Regions from separate parts of the Danio rerio genome. Here region 1 is linked to region 2. Evidence: chromatin contacts called from public Hi-C data. All regions are on one chromosome and are shown on one strand. Each heading gives the region's core, a stretch centred on a gene start, on an enhancer-like site or on the middle of the called end of the contact. The rest is flanking DNA. Distances are from core to core; before and after follow the strand shown.

Region 1 (4,305 bases), core at 1,263-3,762, 720 kb before region 2:
AAAATGCTCAAATTAAATATTTGGTCTACAACTAAATGCTTATTTTAAAAGCTAATAACTGACTCCTGACATTTTATCCTATCCATCATAATATGCTACCAACACTTTATTTGAATGATTCTGAGGTTGGGGTTAGGGATTAATTACACTGAAAAAAATGTTGTCTGCAAAATTGTTGCAAACAATTTCTGAGTAATTCTTCCACTACGGGCACTTTTATGTCCTTGTGATCATATATCCAAAAAAATATATATAATTTTATTCAAGTTCCTCTTTCTTTGTCAAACTAACAATAAAACCTACTTTTTAAAAAAATACTACCTTTCTATTATATTTTTTTTCATATAATTCAACCTCCTTTTAGGTGTCAAAATCCAAAAGTTCTAGTTTTAAAAGTTTCAAGTTTTAAAATTCAATAATGAAAATAACATTTTAAAATATTATTTATTTGGTATCTATTAATGTATCTTAATGAAGCGCTACTGAAATAATTTAAATATTTTATCGTTATTAATGTGAGAGTATTATCAATATTATATTTTAAACAATATATAGCTGTCGCACAGTATCAGTGTCATTTCCACCACAACTCCGTAATGTCGCTTTAAAATGTTTGTGTGAAAGATTATTTAGGTGGTTTCTATGAAAATGAATAGTGACATCTGGGAACATGTTTAAGATGGAGGGAATTTACATTTTCATCAACAACACTTGAAGAAAAATCAAGGTAAATATTGCTTGATAAGGAAATACATTTATTCTATGTCATTTCCAAACATGCTGTACCTTCAAAGATGTTTTTAAAAACCAAACAAAATTTAGCTATATAAGAGTGTTTGGATACATGAAAGGCTAGCATCAATTTAAAGCTAATCGGTGAAGCTATTTTTTATTATATTATTTTTCATTAATAACTATAAAATATTTACTCCACAATAAAATTTAGACTGTAGCAAAATTTGATGGGTAGCATATTGCGTCATCAAAATGTGCTACCTACTTTTTGAATGGGAGGTAGGACAATTCAACAATTAATTAATAAATATTTTAAAGTTAGGTAGTTGTAAACTATTTATTTGGGCTGAATTTTAATGTGGAGTAGAGATATGAAGCTGTATTATCGCCCAATACCTAACCCCAACCTCAGAACCATTAAAATACAGTGTTGGTAGCATAATCTGATGGGTAAGATAAAATGTCAGGACACCTGGTGTGGTAGTTTAGGGTTTTGTTTGTATGTGCGTGCATGCATATTTGCATGCAATGTATGTGTGCAAATGAATTTAGAGCTAATCAGGCTTGATAAATCTTGACCACAGGGTCACAATGTTAAGTAACAGCATGTTCTTAAAGTTCAGCAGTTTTGGTGGATATCCAAGAAACAAAAGAACCACGACTACCATAACTCAAAGCCCTTATCGCTGCCTCAAATGGTATTGAAAGTATGTTTTTAGACAAGGTTAAATGACCTTTTTTGATTTACTCAAACTTTGGGTATCACCCTTAGACATATGCACACAAATTTATGGCTCCAGTCCACAGGCAACATGTTTCCCATTTTTGAGTTTGTTATCTCATCAGTTTCTTTGTCAGACTTTGAAGCTGGTCTAAGCAGTCTACTTTTAAAAAAATGTTAATGGGAACCCAAATACACCCATGAGAAAATACCTCGAGTGAGGATTTCAGTGATTAGTTCCAACAATGGAAACTTTCTTTTACTTCTGAGGAGGGTGGGGGGGGGGTCAAAAAAAGCATCACAAAGGTTAACTATATTGCATCACTTGACCCAGTAAGCATGTCGCAAAGTCACGTACCTTCATAGTTTTAAAATATGTACCTAAAATATGAGGGTTAATTTAAATGTTAAATGTCTTACATATATAGTTTGACAATAAGCAAACTGAGGATGTACAAAGTTAAGTCTGAAGGAAATATTAATTAGAAATATGAGTCATGCAAAGTCAACAAACGGTGAATCTTATCCAACTAACTAAATCACCAAGTCATTATACTCCAACGACAATAATTATGGAGATTGATATAACGTTAAAGGAAATACACAAACCTTTAGCAGTTGTCATTGCTTTCAATCATGAGGTAAAATTCTGGAAAAAAACAATGAAAGATTCAATTCAGAGAGTAGAAAATCATTAGTAATTAATTAACACTTTTATTACAAAAGACAGTCGAACATAATTGTTAAGGTTGCCAAAAAAGGCAACAATTTTCGTTAAGGGCGATGCAACGTTGAACGGTTACGATGGCAGCGACACCGCTGAAGTCGCTGCGTTCTCTGATTGGCTGATATGCAGTGAGAGCAGGATTTAAGCCAATCAGCGATCAGATCATTGTCAGTGAGTGGAAAACTACAAGGCATCAAGACGCCGGTGCGTCACTCTAAGCCGGACCAATCATATTGTAAACGTCACATCTTTTCTCGATGATTGGCTCGTATGGGACACACTATGAAGGAAAAATTATAAAACCCATTAGCGCACGAGTACTGTCTGTGTGCTGAAGAGTGCCGTATCTCTCCTAGCAGCCACGCTTGAAGCACAGCGAGAGGAAACTGCGTATTTCACCTCTCGGTTTATATTATCTTCATCTCTTGTAAATTTAAGGCTTTGCTGTCTCTCGACTTATTCGGAGCATTTACATTACAGGTAGGTGGTTACATCAAGCCGTTATGGCTTTGCTTGCATCACGCCGGTTTGAGTTAACGTTAATACATTACAAAACTTGACATCATTGCAGGGGGGATATGATTAATGTACTCGACCTCTTCTTTTGGGTCATTTTAACTCATCTTTGTTCTTTTTCCTTAAATTTGGTGTTGCGTCGTAATATGTCCGTCGGATATGGAAATTGTCTCGTAGGCATGTCTGGACAGTGGACACTTACGTGAACGCGCACGCATGTAATGCGCGCATCTGGGTTAACGTACACCCATTAAGTTAGTTACCGGCTTTCGTGTGTAACTTGGCTTTAATCTTCAGTAAATACAATCCCGTTAACCTACAGTCTGGCATGTCCGATTTGGCTGTTCGCGCATCATGGGGGCGGAGAGATTCAGCAGACAATGCGTCTGAGAAACGCGTGTCGCCTTTTCTGGAAACCTCTGTCTAACGTCAGCTCATTTTGCACAAATCCGAGAGAAAATATAGCCTTAAATAGTGTTTCTTTTATGTTCAGCAAGTTGAAACTGAGGTCACATTACGCTTTGGTTTGCAAGTAACGTTACGTGGTATGGCTGTCATTCTGACATCTTGTTTCTTAAGCATCTGAAAGTATATGATCGCAGATGAGTAAATTTATGACTATGATTTAATTTGGGATGAGCTGCTGCGTCTTTAATTTTGGGGGCGTGTGAACGCGCATGATTTAACACCTTGAATGGACTTCAGATGTGACGTGCACGCGGCTCGCTGTCACTGTGATACTTGTCTGTCACTTGCTAGCTTTTTGCAGATAAACGAGAAAAAACTTAACTGTTACAACTGACAAATTCAATAAGAGATCAAATTGGCTTATATTTTAAACTTTATAAAGCACAACATAGTAACTTGGGAGCCATAAAATTACGAAACACTGCACGTTTATACGTTATACGCGTTTAATGTGAATGCATTGTGTGCATTAACCTTTTATGACTTGCACATAAACATTTTTATCAGCCGCAACCTCATAAACTGACCTGAATTCAGAAAGCGTCCTGCACGTAGACACAGACCCACACGCCCCCCTGGACTTCGTTCAAGTTCACAGAAACGTTTCTAAAATGCGTCTACGTTCATTACAAATGTATATTAAAGTGAAAACGACGAACAATTTCCATATCAAGTGTGTTTGACTGACTTTTGATATTAAATAAAGCTCTGCTTTTTCGTTTAGCCGTTTAGTTTCTATTCAGAGTGATTCAGCTGTTTCGACCGTGGCGCGAACTCCTTTAATGGCGCTGTCACTTTAAGATATTCTGTCCAGTCATGGTTACCGTAACGCTGAACTTCTCCTGTTATGTAATTGCACTTGAGTTGATTCATAAGGAGTATTGGCTGAAGCTTATAGTCCGTCTTACTGTAATTCAGATTATATAGAGTGATGTAATATAAAAGGGGACCGTGTTAGCTGGTCGTTATTATCATGGAAGTGAGGGAGTGGTGGTGTGTATCTTGGGAGGGGGTTTTATGGTTTAGTTGATAACGTTTTCAACTCGACATTTGTTCTTTTTTATATAACAGGTTAGCCACTATGGAGCTGTACAATAAAGACACCTTTTCTGACGATATCCTGCCTGTTGTCATTGTT
Region 2 (3,863 bases), core at 939-3,438:
TTTTATTATATTACTAAAGTTGCCATCTTTTTCACTGTTACTGCATGTTCATTTTCATGACTCATACATAACCTAAACAAATATGTAATAATATCTGCAGGTAAATACTGTTTATGAGGTAGAAAAGTATTAATATAGCCTTGTTTTCATTGTGCAATATTTTGATTATTCAGGGTATATTTCAATTATCTGAAAATTTGTTAACGTTGATAGGCCTGTCATGATATCTATTTTGTTACGATATATAGAAACAAAATTTATAACGATATACAATATTATTGTCATTATGAGACCATTTTGACACTACAATAGCATCATAATGTAAGTGCACCCATCTAAAGAACACATCATATTCTATTCCTGATAATATTTCATTTAATTACTCATTTTAACAATTTAATAACTAGGCATTGGAATCAGAGTGTGAAAACGTATATCCCACACAAATAAATTATAATATAAATGTCAACAAAAATGTCCAAGGTGAAAAAGAGCTAGAAAAAAGTAACAGACCTATTTTCAGTCGTCAGGCACCCATATTAAAATATACTATAGTAATTTATACTCTAGTGTTTTTTTTTTTTTTTACCTATACTGACACTATCACCTCCAATAGACATAGAGAGGCTGCACCATGAGCTAAAATGTGGCTAGAATTGGTTTAATGTATGGGCGATACATATTGCATCACCAAAAATGATTGTGGACATGTCCATGTGTTGCGCGATAAGTCGAAATTATGATTATTGCGACAGGCCTAATTGTTGATTTATTGTAAATTGATACTATTTACATGCAAAGACAATCTGTCCTAAGGCAACTTAAATAGTCCACTTGAATGTTTAAACTCATTTACAAGTTTTTTTTAATAATTTAAAATCAAACTGGCAATGACAAGATTCTGGGGAGAAATTTGGGCACTGACTAGAGATAGTTAATAATATTGCTTTGGGTTTTCTTAGCATCTCTCAATTACCATGGTACACTAGGCAGAGAACATTTATGCAGAATAAAATGGCATGCAATTTACCTTTCTTCCTCCCCTCATCTTCATCGAGATCAAACTCTCTCTCCTCACCACCATCTGCCTCGATCTCTTTTGCTTCTACTTGTTGGCTTTCATCTCCTCCCTCTCCACCATCTTCTTCCAGCATGAAGGGCTTCTTCTTCTTTTTCTTCTTCTTGGTCATGGTGGGATCAAATATCATCTGGAAGGACAAAAAAGCAAGAGTTTAATGAGATGAGATTGAGAAGACCCCAGCAACAAAGGCCAGAAAAGCCTACTGACCAGTCGGTCAGAACTAATCTGACTAAGACTATATTAGATGATGTCAACCATGATGTAATTTTATTATTTTATAAAACAAGTTGAATAACATATACCTGGAGTGGCTGAACTCACTTCCCAATTTAAAGTAAAGTATCAGGATAAAGATGTTTAAAAGTGATAATCAGAAACCAACACTTCATTGACCAGGTATTGCATCATAATATTTATACAGTATTTCAAACATGTCAGGGTGCTGAAATGCAAATTCCATAATACTTTAGTTTTTTAAAGACTAATGTTTATTTAAGCATTGAACTAAAACATTCTTATATCATAGTATTTACATGATACTTTACAAATACTAGAGGCATTGTATGAATAGTCTAAAAACATGGTGCTTCCACAAACAATATTATCAATATTATCAACGACTACAAAATAAAACACAAATGTCAAAACCATAGTAAATAATCATTAATACAATCGCATTATGATAGCAGTCAAAAACAACTTAAGTAATACCATGGTACTCGAGTAAAAGAACCCTTGTATCACAACGTCCAGACATTATCGTAACTGTCGAAAAACGCGCTATCATGAATAAACTCCAATTACAGTACCATATTACGTTTTGTCAATAAACTCTCAAGATCATTTGAAATATGTACAACGTTTAATATGCAACTAGCCAGGCTACTGACAAAAAGATCTAGAAAAAACGAGTCGGCACATGTGTTTCCACACAGCCTAAACTAGTAGGCCCAATTGTCCTTCCTTTTTGACTGTGTAAGTTCATCTATTTTAACCTATGTTCTTCATAAACAGAGACAGTTCACTAACCTCGTCTCCAGACATGTTGTCGGCTTGTAGTGAAAACCCAAGAATAAAACGTCAACGTTATAATAGTGTAAATTTAACGGTCTACTCTTCCTCGATACGCGCGATGTCTGCGACAGGCCGGGCGGAGCTGAATGCGCATGGGCGTCAGATAGCGCTAAGCGCATTGCATGATGGTAGTTGTAGTTTTGGTTGGTAAAACTACGCAGGAGACTCCTATTTTGTCATAGCGTTTGTGTCTCAGGCGGAAAAAAATCCCACATTTAACAGACAGAAATGTTTTCACAGAGAAACTCGTGGCTTATTTTGTCTCTCTGGAGTATGGCAGAACTCCCGAGCCTTGTTTGATCAGATTTTGAAGCTCATAAACCAAAACAGTTTTATGGAGTTGGCATAAACAAACGAGTGTGCTGGGAGAATTACTTTTATGTGATACAATAAATCTTGGTAAATAATGCTCAACTTGGTTTCTAAACTGCATGGCCTGAGCAGGTGTAAACATGGCGTCTCTGAAGAGTTTAACGCTTGCATTCTTCAAATCTCCTCAACAATATCCTCAAAGCTTCTTCCAGAGGAGAACCAGACCTGCCTGCTTCATGCTCATAATGGCTTGCAAACCATTTTATTCCTCTAATCTGTTTAAAATTGCAGTGGGATTCCTGGCTCCCAGACAGCTAAAGCCTTTTCCTGCGTCCTCCATTCCTGTCTGCTTTTGACAACAGTGCTGAATCTTGCGTCATAGAGCACAACACATGCATGAGAACTTCTCGCTTTTTATATAAATACAGTCCCTGAGGTACAAGGTGAGTTGCCATTATTTTCTCAGCAAGAACTAACAACAATACAAAACATTACTTTCCTAAACACCTGTTTGTCTCTATATATGAACTGCATCTTTTGATCTACGATATCGTCCGCAATGAGAAACTGTTGGAAATAACATTAAAAGGTTTTGTTCTCTGAAACCCTCACAGAAGACAGTTCAGGATTTTCAATTGAGTTACATGCGATTACATCAGTAGGTTTTTCTCTTTCTTCTCCCAGCTGTGCTTTGTTTGTTTAATGACTCTGGACCACAAAGTATGTGTCTAAATTATCGATCTTTATTATCATTCAAATTTTATTTTTATCAGAATATTAAGTTCTTCTTCTATGAAAACATTTCAGAAATTTACTTTTGTTAATTTGTCAAAACATCATTTTTAATTAATAATATGTATATGATATTAATTGAATAAATGTTTTATTTTAAACTACAGATTCCAGATTTTTAAATAGTTTTATATCGGCTAAATGTTGTCTTATGCTAACAACCAATACATCAATTGAAAGCCATTTATTTCAGATGAAAAAAAATCACCTACATCTTGGATGACCTGTGAGTGAGTAAATGAACAGGAAATTTAAAGATCATACATATTATTTGTATTTATTAACATATTTCCCAAAATTTCTCAGGGTGACATATTTTGACTATTCTGATTACTGTACAGAAGAGACCCACTACAATGTCATTCAGAAATAATACCAAAAACAAATCTTGATTTATAACAAGAGAAATTTGTTGACATAAAAAAAATGTTGCAGCACTTTTCTGTATTAGTATTGTGATTATTATTTAATTGTCATTTTATTTATTACCTATTTGCACATATACATGGCAATATTTCAACAATGAGTTCATCGTGTGCAAAGAGAAACTGCTTTTGATCTAACATTTAGGTATTTTTGCTTAATCACTGAAACTATCTCTATG

What was found. Hi-C and Micro-C count contacts between places; a contact is called where the count stands out from the background.
Region 1: a Hi-C map of hematopoietic stem cells shows a contact between it and region 2, with 2.5 times the contacts expected there. The contact joins the promoter of osgn1 here to the promoter of eif2s2 in region 2. A contact is called at or near these places in 3 of 18 Hi-C or Micro-C datasets (caudal fin, hematopoietic stem cells and an unstated tissue) and 1 of 4 datasets of contacts at active chromatin or transcription factors (embryo).

What each region holds. Positions count from the first base shown.
Region 1 is chr6:53,347,793-53,352,097 of GRCz12tu, reverse strand. It overlaps osgn1 (oxidative stress induced growth inhibitor 1), which reads left to right and starts at 2,512. Exons shown (of 6, transcript NM_200186.1): 1 at 2,512-2,663; 2 at 4,239-4,305. The coding sequence starts at 4,249.
Region 2 is chr6:52,631,731-52,635,593 of GRCz12tu, reverse strand. eif2s2 (eukaryotic translation initiation factor 2, subunit 2 beta) reads right to left here and starts at 2,188. Exons shown (of 9, transcript NM_212675.1): 1 at 2,111-2,188; 2 at 1,031-1,208. The coding sequence starts at 2,125. It also overlaps a transcript of asip1 not described here.